2 separate regions of the Cricetulus griseus genome follow, and region 1 is linked to region 2. The links are chromatin contacts, called in public Hi-C maps. All regions are on one chromosome and are shown on one strand. Each heading gives the region's core, a stretch centred on a gene start, on an enhancer-like site or on the middle of the called end of the contact. The rest is flanking DNA. Distances are from core to core; before and after follow the strand shown.

Region 1 (3,890 bases), core at 39-2,538, 130 kb after region 2:
TGACTTCGAGACCAGCCTGGTCTACGAAAAAAAAAAAAAAAAAAAAAAAAAAAAAAAAAAAAAAAAAAAAAAAGAAAGAAGGAAAAAGAAAAAAGAAAAGAAAAGCAAAGCGCATAGTGGCAAGGCTGTTATGTGGATAACAGGTGGGTTGTTGAGGGAAAGACAGGACCCTTTAGCGAGGAGCCACCTAGGAGCTAGTGGAGCAACAGAGTAGCTAGGAGTCTGTATAACAAGCGCAGGCAATAGCGCAATCAAGGGAGACCCTGAAATGTCCTTGGCCCGGGTGGGATGGAATATATTTGTGATAGACAGGCCTAACTGCCAATCAGAGGCGAGCTACCTCTTACAACTCGAGACGGGGCCTGTGGAGTGCAAGTCGCAATTAGGAAGTGACACCAGGAGGACTGTGGGAACTAGAGGGGAGAGACGAGGATGTGAGGTATGTGGCTTGGTGGTGGTGGTGCGCACACACGCCACCAATGCCACAAAGGAGAAACTGAGTTACAGTGAGGTGATTAAACTAGGTTCTTTGAATGGTCAAGAGACTAGCTTTGGAATAAGCTGGGGGAGTCCAGTCCACTCTCGACAGCAGCCAGTCCCCGGAGAGAAGCCTGCTTGCCGCACCCGGTGTGACCTGTGGGAGAGATGATGGCACGGTCTGACGAACACTGCTGCCACCTGGTGGAAAAGACTGCTGTTTCGTCTCTGTGCGCTTCTATCTCTGCTAAGCACTAAGACCAAGTCTCAGCGCAGACCCTTGACTGCACTAGGGGAGCCCCAGATAGAAAAATGCACACCTTGGAAAGTGTAAAGCCTCCACCCATCTCTTCCCCTACACATTGGTTTGCTCCTCCCTCTTAAGGCTTCTGAAAATTACATAAGCCTAACAAAATTGCATTCTGTGCAAATTTCTTGGCATTTTAATAAGTATTCAATAAATAATAGTTGTGGTTGATCCAAAGGACAACTGGAGCTGTGTAGCCCACTTTACCTCCCAAATATAGCTGCTGCACAAATGCATGGTTGCATAGTCCTAGCTAAGTTCTAGGACACTGGTGACAATTGACTGAACCCAAGGCCTTGTGTATGCTGAGCAAAAGCTGTCTCTCCCTGAGCCACAGCCCCAGACCTCCACCACTGTTACTGTTGTTGTCAGTGTGGTCCCTGAGGATGAGGTTCAGTGGGCCCTTCTGCATCAGGAACTGGAAGGACCCCACAGTCAGGCTACCGGAATGGCTCTGGCCTGTGACATCATAGAATCCCACGCATTCCTAGCAGTGAAGGGGTTATGAAGCTGCGGCAGTGGGTGTCCGTATGGGTGTGCCTGTGGATGGCTGAACTGGGGACTGTAGAAACAGGTGGGAAGCTGGGGCTCGGGGATGCAGGAATAAAGGAGGCTTGAGAGCAAGGAGAAAGCTTGGCTGTGACCAGGAGGCCAGCTCAGCCTCAGGCCTTTCTCCCCACCTCTTCCCTCCCTTCCCCTCCTCTTCCCAGTCCTTTCCCCTCCTCTCCCTCTTTCTTTGTTTCCCTCTCTTCCTCCCTCGCTCCCTCTCTCCCTTTTCATTTTATTGTATTGTTTTCAGACAAAGATTCACTCTGTAACCCAGGCTGACCTAGAGCTCACTATACAGCCCAAGCAGACTTCAGACTTGCAGCAATCTTTTTTGCCTTTGCTTCCCAAGTGATAGAATTAGAGCCTTGAGCCAAGGCTCTTCAGCCAACCTTTCCCTTTGATTTTGCATTGGTGTCCCTGTCTCAGACTTGGTGGGCTTCTGATAGGAGCTCGGCCAGCCCAGGGGACAGAACAGGCAGGGCCCTGAGTTTGCCTGACCTCTGGGGGTAGGCACAGTGGGTCTGCAGGGCTCTAGTCACAGACTTTGCTTTGTTCCTAGCACCAAGAAGAGATGTCACCAAGGCCTCGACACCAGGAGCCGACACCCAGCTCTTCATAGACAGGCCTGACTTCTTTGACTACCCAGACTCAGACCAAGATAGTCTTTTTGCTGTGGCCCAGTTTATTGGAGAGAAACCTGTGACCTTTGTTAAGACAGGTATGAATCAGCTTGATCAAGGGGTCCCCCTCCTGGCAGGGCCTGGAGAAAATCTGCTCTTGTCTGGCAGGTTCCGGCCCTGGGCTCTTCCAGCACATCCTGGTGGGCATGTTGGCAGTGGCTTTCTTCCTCTTCCTTTTCCAGTTCTGCACGCACGTGTGAGTTCTGTCCCCACTTCCTGCCCTACCCCTGCCAGAGGTCCCAAGTCTCCCATGACCCCTCCCAATTTGATCTCCACACTCCTCAGGAGCTTCCAGAAAGGAGCCTAAACGAGCTGGCCAGGAGCCCTGGACCCTGCTGTGTGCCACACACCTACCAGGTCTTCTGCTGAGAAATAAAGGCGGTGCCTCCTTCCTTCCTGGCTGAGCAGTGGCCCTCCATGTGGCCATCCACACCTCCCCTTCTTCCCAGGCTGCCCTGTGGCCCTCTATGTGGCCATCCACCCCCCCCCCATCGCCTCCTTCCTTCCTCACAGCTCATTGGCCCTCTATGTAGTCATCGCCCTCCCTTCCCAGCCCCCCAAAACTGGACACGAGGGTCTTGCTGGCGTTCACGAAGATCGTCTTTATTAGCGGTCTGTAAAAGCACCTCCCAGGGTCAGTGACCCCAGATTGGAGGAAGCCGTGAGAGGTCTGTAGCACCAGGGACAAGCCAGGGCCCGAGGGCGAAATGTGCAGCCTAACGGAAGGGACTGGTGCCCTTGCCTGCCCCCAGGGTTGCTCAGCGCTGGGAAGGTTGTAGGGGAGCAATTACCTCCCTCCCCACACCCCAACAAATTAGAGCTAGGCGAATAAATAAATAAGGTTCCTCAGGTTGGTCTCCACAGGAAGGCTCTGTGGGGATCCCCTGCCCCCTGGTGGCCCCCTTGGGATGAGTTAGGGTGTCTTCTCTCTCCCAGGTGATGGGGAGCAGAGAGGGATTTGCAGCAGCGGAGCTGGGATGTCCTTGGCAGCGGGGCCACCCCCATGTCCCTTGACTCATTGGTCCCACTGAGCCCAGCTCTCCAGACCTCGGCACACTGTCTAACATTCCCTCTTCCTTGCATTTTGTGAGGCCGGAAGAGCCTCTTTATCCCGGTCCCCTCTCTCCCTGCCTTCCAATCATCCGACCTCAGCTCCTGAGGGTGTTTAGCTCCTCCCCGTTCTGAGTCCTTCTGTCTTGGGCCTGTCAAGGCAAGGGACTCCTGGCTCTCACCCCCCCCACCCACTGGCCCCAAAGCTCTGTCTCCACAGGGGCTGGGGAGGGGGGTTCCCAGGCCCCAGCCTCAGTCCTGAGTCTGACAAGGAGAGGGTGGTGGGGAACCTCGGGGTCGGAAGAGGCGGCAGGCCCCGCGGCAAATGAGGAAGAACCAGTAGAGCTGGGGTGCGAGCAGCAGCGCGGCGCCCAGGTTGACGTGGGCCGGGATGGCCAGGGGCACTGAGAGCAGGGGCAGGCCGGCGTGGCGCCCGTAGGCCCAGTACAGGTAAGGGAAGAGCAGCACCCGGCAGCACAGGAAGCTGAGCAGCATCAGGGCGCCGTTCACCTTGTGCAACAACGTGTGCTGCTGCTTGTACTGTGGACAGAACAACGTGGAAGGAGAGGGAGAGGCCTCTCTACACAGCCGCCTCCCCTGCGCCCCGCCTATGGCTCCTCCCCCACCTGTCACTGCACCTGCTCAGTTCGCTTTTTCCTTCCTTCCTTCCTTCCTTCCTTCCTTCCTTCCTTCTTTCTTTCTTTCTTTCTTTCAATCTTTGGTTTGTTTTTGAGACAGGTTTCTCTGTGTAAACAGTCCTGACTGTCCTGAAACTCATGTTGTAGACCAGGCTGGCATCGAACTCACAGCGAAAGATACACCTGCTT
Region 2 (6,814 bases), core at 1,353-3,852:
GGCCCATGCTAGAAATTGCTTAAGCCACCTGTAAACATGACAAGTTCACTCAGAGACACGGCACTCACCCAGGGACTTAAAAAGTGGCCTCAGCTAAGGGTACGGCCATGCTGGCATATCATTCTAGCACTCAGGGGGCTGAAGTGGGAAGACTGTCATGAATTTGAGGCCTACCTGGGCACACACTAAATTCTAAGCAAGCCTTGGGCTGCTGTCTCAAGGGGGAAAGAAAAAGGAAGACCTCTCTCAGGGAGCCTGAAGTCATCCCAGTCGCCCTCCCACTGTAATGTCTTCCACCCATCAGCAAGCACCCCCAGCTTCACAGCAGACCTGTGCAGATGCAGCCAGTGACTGGCCACGTCCAAGCTCATGCTGAGCTGGAAGAGAAGGGTGGCTCGAGGGTACAGAAGGGCCAGGTTGACCAAGAGACACATGGTGGAACAACGGTCCGTCAGCATGTCAAGCATGGCCCCAAACCGGGTTCCTGAAAAATAATTAAGTTGAAAAAATTAAGTTGGAGGGACTGTTTGGCACAGCGGATCCATAACAGGTTGCCCACATCTGGCCTACCACTCGGGGCCGAGTAGGAAAGGAGTGTGAAAATGTCTTCTTCCATCTACACTTGAGGAGGAAAGCAGGCTGCTGTCATAGATGGTGAAGCCAGTTGGATGGGGATTATGAGGACAGGAAGTGAGAAGGCATGGGGCTGTGGCAGGAGAGCTGCTGGAGAAATAGAGAAGCTCTATCTTCAACTCCTCTAATCCAGAACCAAGGCCCCAAAGAAAAGCAAGCAGATCCCAAGTCTAAGGGGCAGTGTAAGAGATGGATCTGGAGAACTCATTAGTCAAAGCTCCAAACACCACCTGCTTCCCCCCACCCTGCTCAAACCCCTTCTGGAGTCCCTACTGTCTGTGACTAGCACATAGTAGCCCCCTAGTAAACACCTGTTGAATGGAATTTTACTTTATTTACTTATATTTTTTTAAAGCTTATTTATCTTTTATTTTATGGTATGAGTGTTTGTCTACGCATATGTACGTGCATCCCATGTGTGCCTGGTGCCCACAGAGGCCAGAAGACAACACTGGATCCCCTGGAATTGGAGTTATAGGTGGTTTGTAAGCCACCATGTGGGAACTGGGAACCAAACCTAGGTCCTGTACAAGAGCAGTAAACAGCTGGGCGTTGGTGGCGCACGCCTTTAATCCCAGCACTCTGGAGGCAGAGGCAGGTGGATCTCTGTGAGTTCAAGACCTGCCTGGTCTACAAGAGCTAATTCCAGGACAGCCTCCAAAGTCACAGAGAAACTCTGTCTCTGAAAAAACAACAACAACAAAACAAAAACAAAAACAGAGCAGTAAACATTTCTTTTGTTTGTTTGAGACAGGGTTTTCTGTGTTAACAGCCAGAACTGGAACTCACTCTGTAGACCAGGCTGGCCTTGAACTCACAAGGCCTCTGCCTACTGAGAGCTGGGGATTAAAGGCCTGCTCCGCCACCACCACCCAGCCAAGCAGTTAAGTTTTCTAAATTTATCCTCTGAGCCATCTCTCCAGCCCCAATGACTTTTATTTTTGCAGGATTTTGCTGTGTAGCCCTGGCTCACCTTGTACTCAATATGCAGCCTAAGAGGACTTTTGACTTGGAGCAATCTTTCTGTCTGCCTTTCCAGTGCTGGAATTACAGGCAAGAGCCACCATGCCCGACCCGAAGGGAATTTATCCAGAGAGACCTCTTCCATTCACAAGGCTATGTCCACTTTAGGTCATACTGTTAAGTCACACCCTTCATAAGGCGTGAACAGTCGGTACTAAAGAGCAAGCTTAAATCCCAGGCTTAAATCATCGCAAAAACCCCTGTTTTGTTTTCTTACAGAGATGGGAATGAGCCATCTACCTCTGAGGTTCTGGGAAAGCAAGAAAAGGGCAGGGGAATGTTGGTTCCCCAAGTGGTGGTGGTAGAGTTCTGTCACCTTGATTAAGGGCTCGAGCTGCGTGTCCATCGAAGGCGTCTAGAAGTCCACTGAGTAGATAGAAGGAGGAGGCCGTGAAGGGGCAGCAGGGCATGAAGTAGAAGGAAATGATGGCGAAGACAATCCGGGCATAACCTTGGGACAGGAAGGGAAAGGGACAGGTTGTGATCTGGAAGCCAGCTCACGGTCCCTCGCCCTCCGCTAGGGTAGGGGCCACAGACAGCACTCACCGATAAGGTTAGGCACGAAGAGGAAGATATTTTCCTCTGGCATCCTGGCGGTTCCCCTTGTCGCCCTGGCCCAGCTCTGGAGGTGCAAGGACTTGTCCCAGTCTCACCAGCGCGGCCTCACCTTTCAGCGCGGAACATCAGCCGCTCCACCTGAGCCCGGGGCCCAGTTCCCCCGCGCAACCCCAGTTATTAGAGCCCGCAGGGCGCCAGGGCGCAGGACGCCCCTGGGCGCAGCTCACGCACCCCTGGCCTTCCGATGGGCAGGAGCTGTCGTCTCCAGCAGCTGGCTCCGCTGCTGGCTGCGCCCGGCTCCCCTAGGCTTACTCTTCTGTCGGGGACGTTAACAGCATCGGAGGAAGGAGAGAGCGGTGTTTTAAATATAAATAAATAAATTAAATAAATAGTAGCTGAGGCCCCTTTAAGGTCTGCCTGCTTCCTTTTCCTGCCGGCGCCCCTTGGTTCGGCTCGTACCAACGCACCGAGGGAGGGAGGGAGCTGAGAGCCATCCGCAGAGGAAGGAACTGGAAAGGGAAAAGCAGAAGAGACCTGAAAGAGAGTCCTCATTTTTTATTTTACAGAGGGAGTAAACTCCTGGAGGCAAAGGTAAGGCGGTGAGATTCCGGCGTCCCGAATTTGAGCCTCCCCGAGAAACCGGGTGACTTAGTACAACCCACATCGCTTCCCCGCCCGCTACGTCTGCGGCCGCGATCGCTCTCCCGGACCCAGGCGGGAAAGAGATGGCTAGAGAGGCTCGGGGCGCGCCTGACTCTTGCTTCTAGCGCCGCCCTGGTGGTGGGAGGATTAGAGCCCAGGTTCCACCCTACGTCATCTCCCAAATGCCTCGAAATAACGCTGGGGTCACCACCTCCAAGGAGGAACCTGGAGAGTAGCCGTGGCACGCTAGGAAAATGTCTTTAGTTCTAGAACCTTCAGTATCCTAGCAACGGAACTATAGAACCTCCGCAAACATTTAGGTCTTTATAGCAACCCAGAGCAGCTCTTCCCTGGCTCTCCCTCTTTCCAACCTTCCGCCCCAATCCCAACTCCCTATCCCCTGAGGCCCATCATAGGGTCCTCTTAAACCTCTCCATCTCCCCTCCCGCCGAGTAGCCCATCAACCCATCAGCCAGGTCGGGGGCTGCATGTTGGCTGCCTTGCCTTAGGAAGAGCCTTGGCAGAGAAGAAGAAAAAAGGGCTTTGGAGGGAATGGGGGAGGAAGTTACTCTGAGAGCCCTTCCCCTCAAAGTTATAGGCAAAACACCAAACTTTTTCAAGGACAGGGCTGAGACAGTGGGGTGTTTGAGCTATAGGCATGGACTAAATCTGGGCCCAGAGAGATGGGGTATCTGTGGGGGGTGGGGTGGGGGGGTGGTGGGGAAGTTTCTCCGTCTTAACCCAAACTTTGTGTTCCAGGGGGATGGCATCCACATCTGCCAGGAATGGGGATACAAAAGACAGCTGGCCACCTCAAACTCCAGCCTCCTTAGGTGGAGGGCAGGTGAACAACAGCGGGAATGTGAAAGAGGGAAGGGAAGCAAGGCAGGCAGTCTGGCTGTAAGCCACGCGCCTTTATCCTTAGTCCTGAAGTCTCACAGACTGCGTTCTGGGTCAAGGGCCTTTCAGTCATATCACACAGCTCAACCTTCTAATACCAGATTCCTCAGACGTAGAGCCTGCAGCCTGGAAGACAACAGACGGGTGGGAATTTGCAGACTGAGTTCTAACTTCCTTTCCAGAAAGTCTCATTATCCCGTTCTGAAGAATTCCTGAGCCAGATCAGCGCAGAACTTACTGATGAAGCACTGTTTATTGCTCGATCCTACATGAACTCTGTGCCCATCAAGGAAAAGCAGACAAAAGACCAAGGGACTCAGATATCTAGACATGGTGAATTTTCCCTCTTCATCTAGGGACCAGTTCCTGACTCCTTTCTAGCCATAGCTGACCTCCCCAGGAATCTGCCCATTTTTCCTCCTCAGTGCCAGTCCTAGGCACAGTGCTCCCTACCCTGTAACCCACTCATTGTTGCTAGCCAGGAGTCCCTTGCCCCCATTCACTCTAGCCACAGCTCTTTCTAACCATGGGGAAAGTCCCTTCTCTAACTGGAGCCTCTATTTCCAGTGTTCTTCAACAAATCCCGCGGCACAGATACACGGTAAATGAGGCTCTGCCCTGGGAGAAGGGTGAGGAGCTTGTGGATGAGAGCAAGGGTTTATAACATCCCAGCAGGGTACGGGGAATTTGTTTTTTTGTTTTTGTTTTTGTTTTTGGTTTTTTTTGGAGACAGGGTTTCTCTGTGGCTTTGGAGGCTGCCATGGAACTAGCTCTTGTAGACCAGGCTGGTCTCGAACTCACAGAGATCCGCCTGCCCCTGCCTCCCGAGCGCTGAGATTAAAGGTGTGCGCCACCAACACTCAGCTAAGTACAGGGAGTTTTGATCCTGCAGATTACCATGCTCAGCTTTCTTTCTTCTTCTGCCATCTCCAGCTCTGACAGAAATCGAACCCGCAGCAAGGCACACCTTCTACCATCTCCTCGTGAAAAGGTTTGTATAAGGTCATTCAGTTTCAACATTTCCAGTTTCCACTATGTGCCCCTCCCCATGTTAGAAGTTTGGGACACACAGAATGCACTATAATATAGACTCAGCCCTTGAAGAATTCAGAGGTTTGTTGGTTTGTGATAGGGTCTCACTATGTAGCTTACTTGACCTGACATTTGCTATGTAGACCAGGCTGACCTTGAACTCAAAATGATCTGCCTGCCTCTGCCTCCTCAGTGCTAGGATTAAAGGTGTGCCATTTAATTTGCCATTCTCAGCAAAATTCAGTTTAGAATTAGGCCAGGTCAAGTTAACGGCAATGACAGCATGATATGGAAGGGTGCTACCTAAGAAGAGAAAACAGTAAGACTGTTTTTGCCTCATCTTCAACTGGGCGAGGAAGGAAAGGTATCATGGAACTTCCTGAAGAAGGTAACACTCAAAGAAAGAACTTTCATCAGGCTGTGGTGACTCACGCCTTTAATCCCAGCACTGGGGAGGCAGAGGCAGGTTGATCTCAATTAGTTTGAGGCCAGCCTGGTCTAAAAAGGAAAAAAAAAAAGAGAATTTTCTAGGAAAACAGCTCTGATATAAGTAGTCTAAGCAGTAAGATTGTATAACCCAAGGCACAAGGAGGTATCTTAGTGAGGTTGTGAGCAGCAGCTTGTATGATCTAGGGCCTGCCAGGCTTGGTGGCTCACACCTTTAGTCTCAGCACTCTGGAGGCAGAGTGGGTAAGTCCTGTGAGTTCAAGGACAACTTGGTCTACATAGTGAGTTCAAGGTCAGCCAGGGCCACATAGACCCTGTCCCCAAAAAAATAACTAGATAAATAATAAATAAATTTTTAAATTAAGGGCTGGAGAGATGGCTCAGAGGTTAACAGCACTGGCTGCTCTCCCAGAGGTCCTGAGTTCAATTCCTAGCAACCGCGGTGGCTCACAACCATCTGTAATGAAATCTGGTGCCCTCTTCTGGCGTACAGGCATACATGCAGGCAGAACACACACACACACACACACACACACACACACACACACACACACACACAAAGCAGACAAATGTTAGATGGGGAGTGGATGAATGAGTTGAAGACATAGGAGGCACATGGGTAAATGGATGAATGGATATGTTGACTGAGCATGTACTGAGCACTTGCTGTATGGCCAGCAGCACTGTCCTGGAGTGCAGCACCGAGCAAAATAAAGCCCCTGCTCTCCAGAAGTGGGAGATGAAAGATGAGTGGTGGGAAGATAGGTGAGTAATGAATGGGTGAGCATGTGGATGGAGCGGAAGGATGGGGAAGGGATGATGGATAGACTTGTAAGTGAACACATGGAATGAGGATGTAGGTGAATGTGTCCTTGGAGAGAGGGGTTATGAGAGAAGTTGAGCATGGTGGCTCTATTCAGGGGTGGTGCATGGCTTGGATGGCGGGGTGAAGGAAGGATAAACCAGACTCCTTAAGAGAAAAGAATCAGCAGTTGGCTCTGTCTTCCAGGGAGCCCTCCCCAACAGCCTGACAACTGGAGGATGATCCCTATTGCTGCTCTCTCGGCCTCTTGCCCTCCCCACTTTGCTCCTCAGTGAAAGCCTCAAAGCCCCTCTCTTGCAACTTGCTAACCACCTCATCTTGGGAGGAACTCCTGGTCATCAGCGATGCTACCTTTGAAACCAACAAGTCTTTGGACCAGTTGCAGGACTTCTCTACCTTCCTTGGACAATTACACTACTCATGATAAAGCGTTTAATAAAGAGCCAGGGATCCTCCCTTCCCACACACATCAGAGTGTTCCGGAGTGGCTTCTGGAGGGGGCGTGCCTTTCTTACAGAGGGCATAGTGCATGTCACTGTATTCCTGGAATCCAATTGTCAGCTACCTGCTGGACCCAAACTCGTTCTCTAGCATTTTGTGGCTAACTGCATCATGTAGGAGGCCACTCATGCTGCCTTTGCTGTCACCTTGGGCTCTGAGATTTTGGGGTCTCATGTTTATGACAACATGCTAATTTGTTACCAGACAGAAGGTGATGCAGAAGGCTCTGAGGAGTTTGTTTCAGGCCCAGTTTGG

What was found. Hi-C and Micro-C count contacts between places; a contact is called where the count stands out from the background.
Region 1: a Hi-C map of fibroblasts shows a contact between it and region 2, with 2.5 times the contacts expected there. The contact joins the promoter of CUNH16orf92 here to the promoter of Cdipt in region 2. A contact is called at or near these places in 3 of 8 Hi-C or Micro-C datasets (the CHL-YN cell line, the CHO-K1 cell line and fibroblasts).

Annotation. Positions count from the first base shown.
Region 1 is chr3:73,907,840-73,911,729 of CriGri-PICRH-1.0, forward strand. CUNH16orf92 reads left to right here and starts at 1,289. Exons shown (of 4, transcript XM_027404721.2): 1 at 1,289-1,358; 2 at 1,893-2,051; 3 at 2,122-2,209; 4 at 2,299-2,320. The coding sequence starts at 1,289. The coding sequence ends at 2,320. Tlcd3b (ceramide synthase) reads right to left here. Exons shown (of 5, transcript XM_027404623.2): 5 at 2,632-3,603. The coding sequence ends at 3,316.
Region 2 is chr3:73,774,353-73,781,166 of CriGri-PICRH-1.0, forward strand. It overlaps Cdipt (CDP-diacylglycerol--inositol 3-phosphatidyltransferase), which reads right to left and starts at 2,603. Exons shown (of 6, transcript XM_027404593.2): 1 at 2,203-2,603; 2 at 1,973-2,107; 3 at 331-484. The coding sequence starts at 2,245. LOC100754044 (putative protein T-ENOL) reads left to right here and starts at 2,677. Exons shown (of 6, transcript XM_035442205.1): 1 at 2,677-2,805; 2 at 3,616-3,700; 3 at 3,939-4,089; 4 at 4,690-4,747; 5 at 5,917-6,000; 6 at 6,245-6,527. The coding sequence starts at 3,620. The coding sequence ends at 6,266.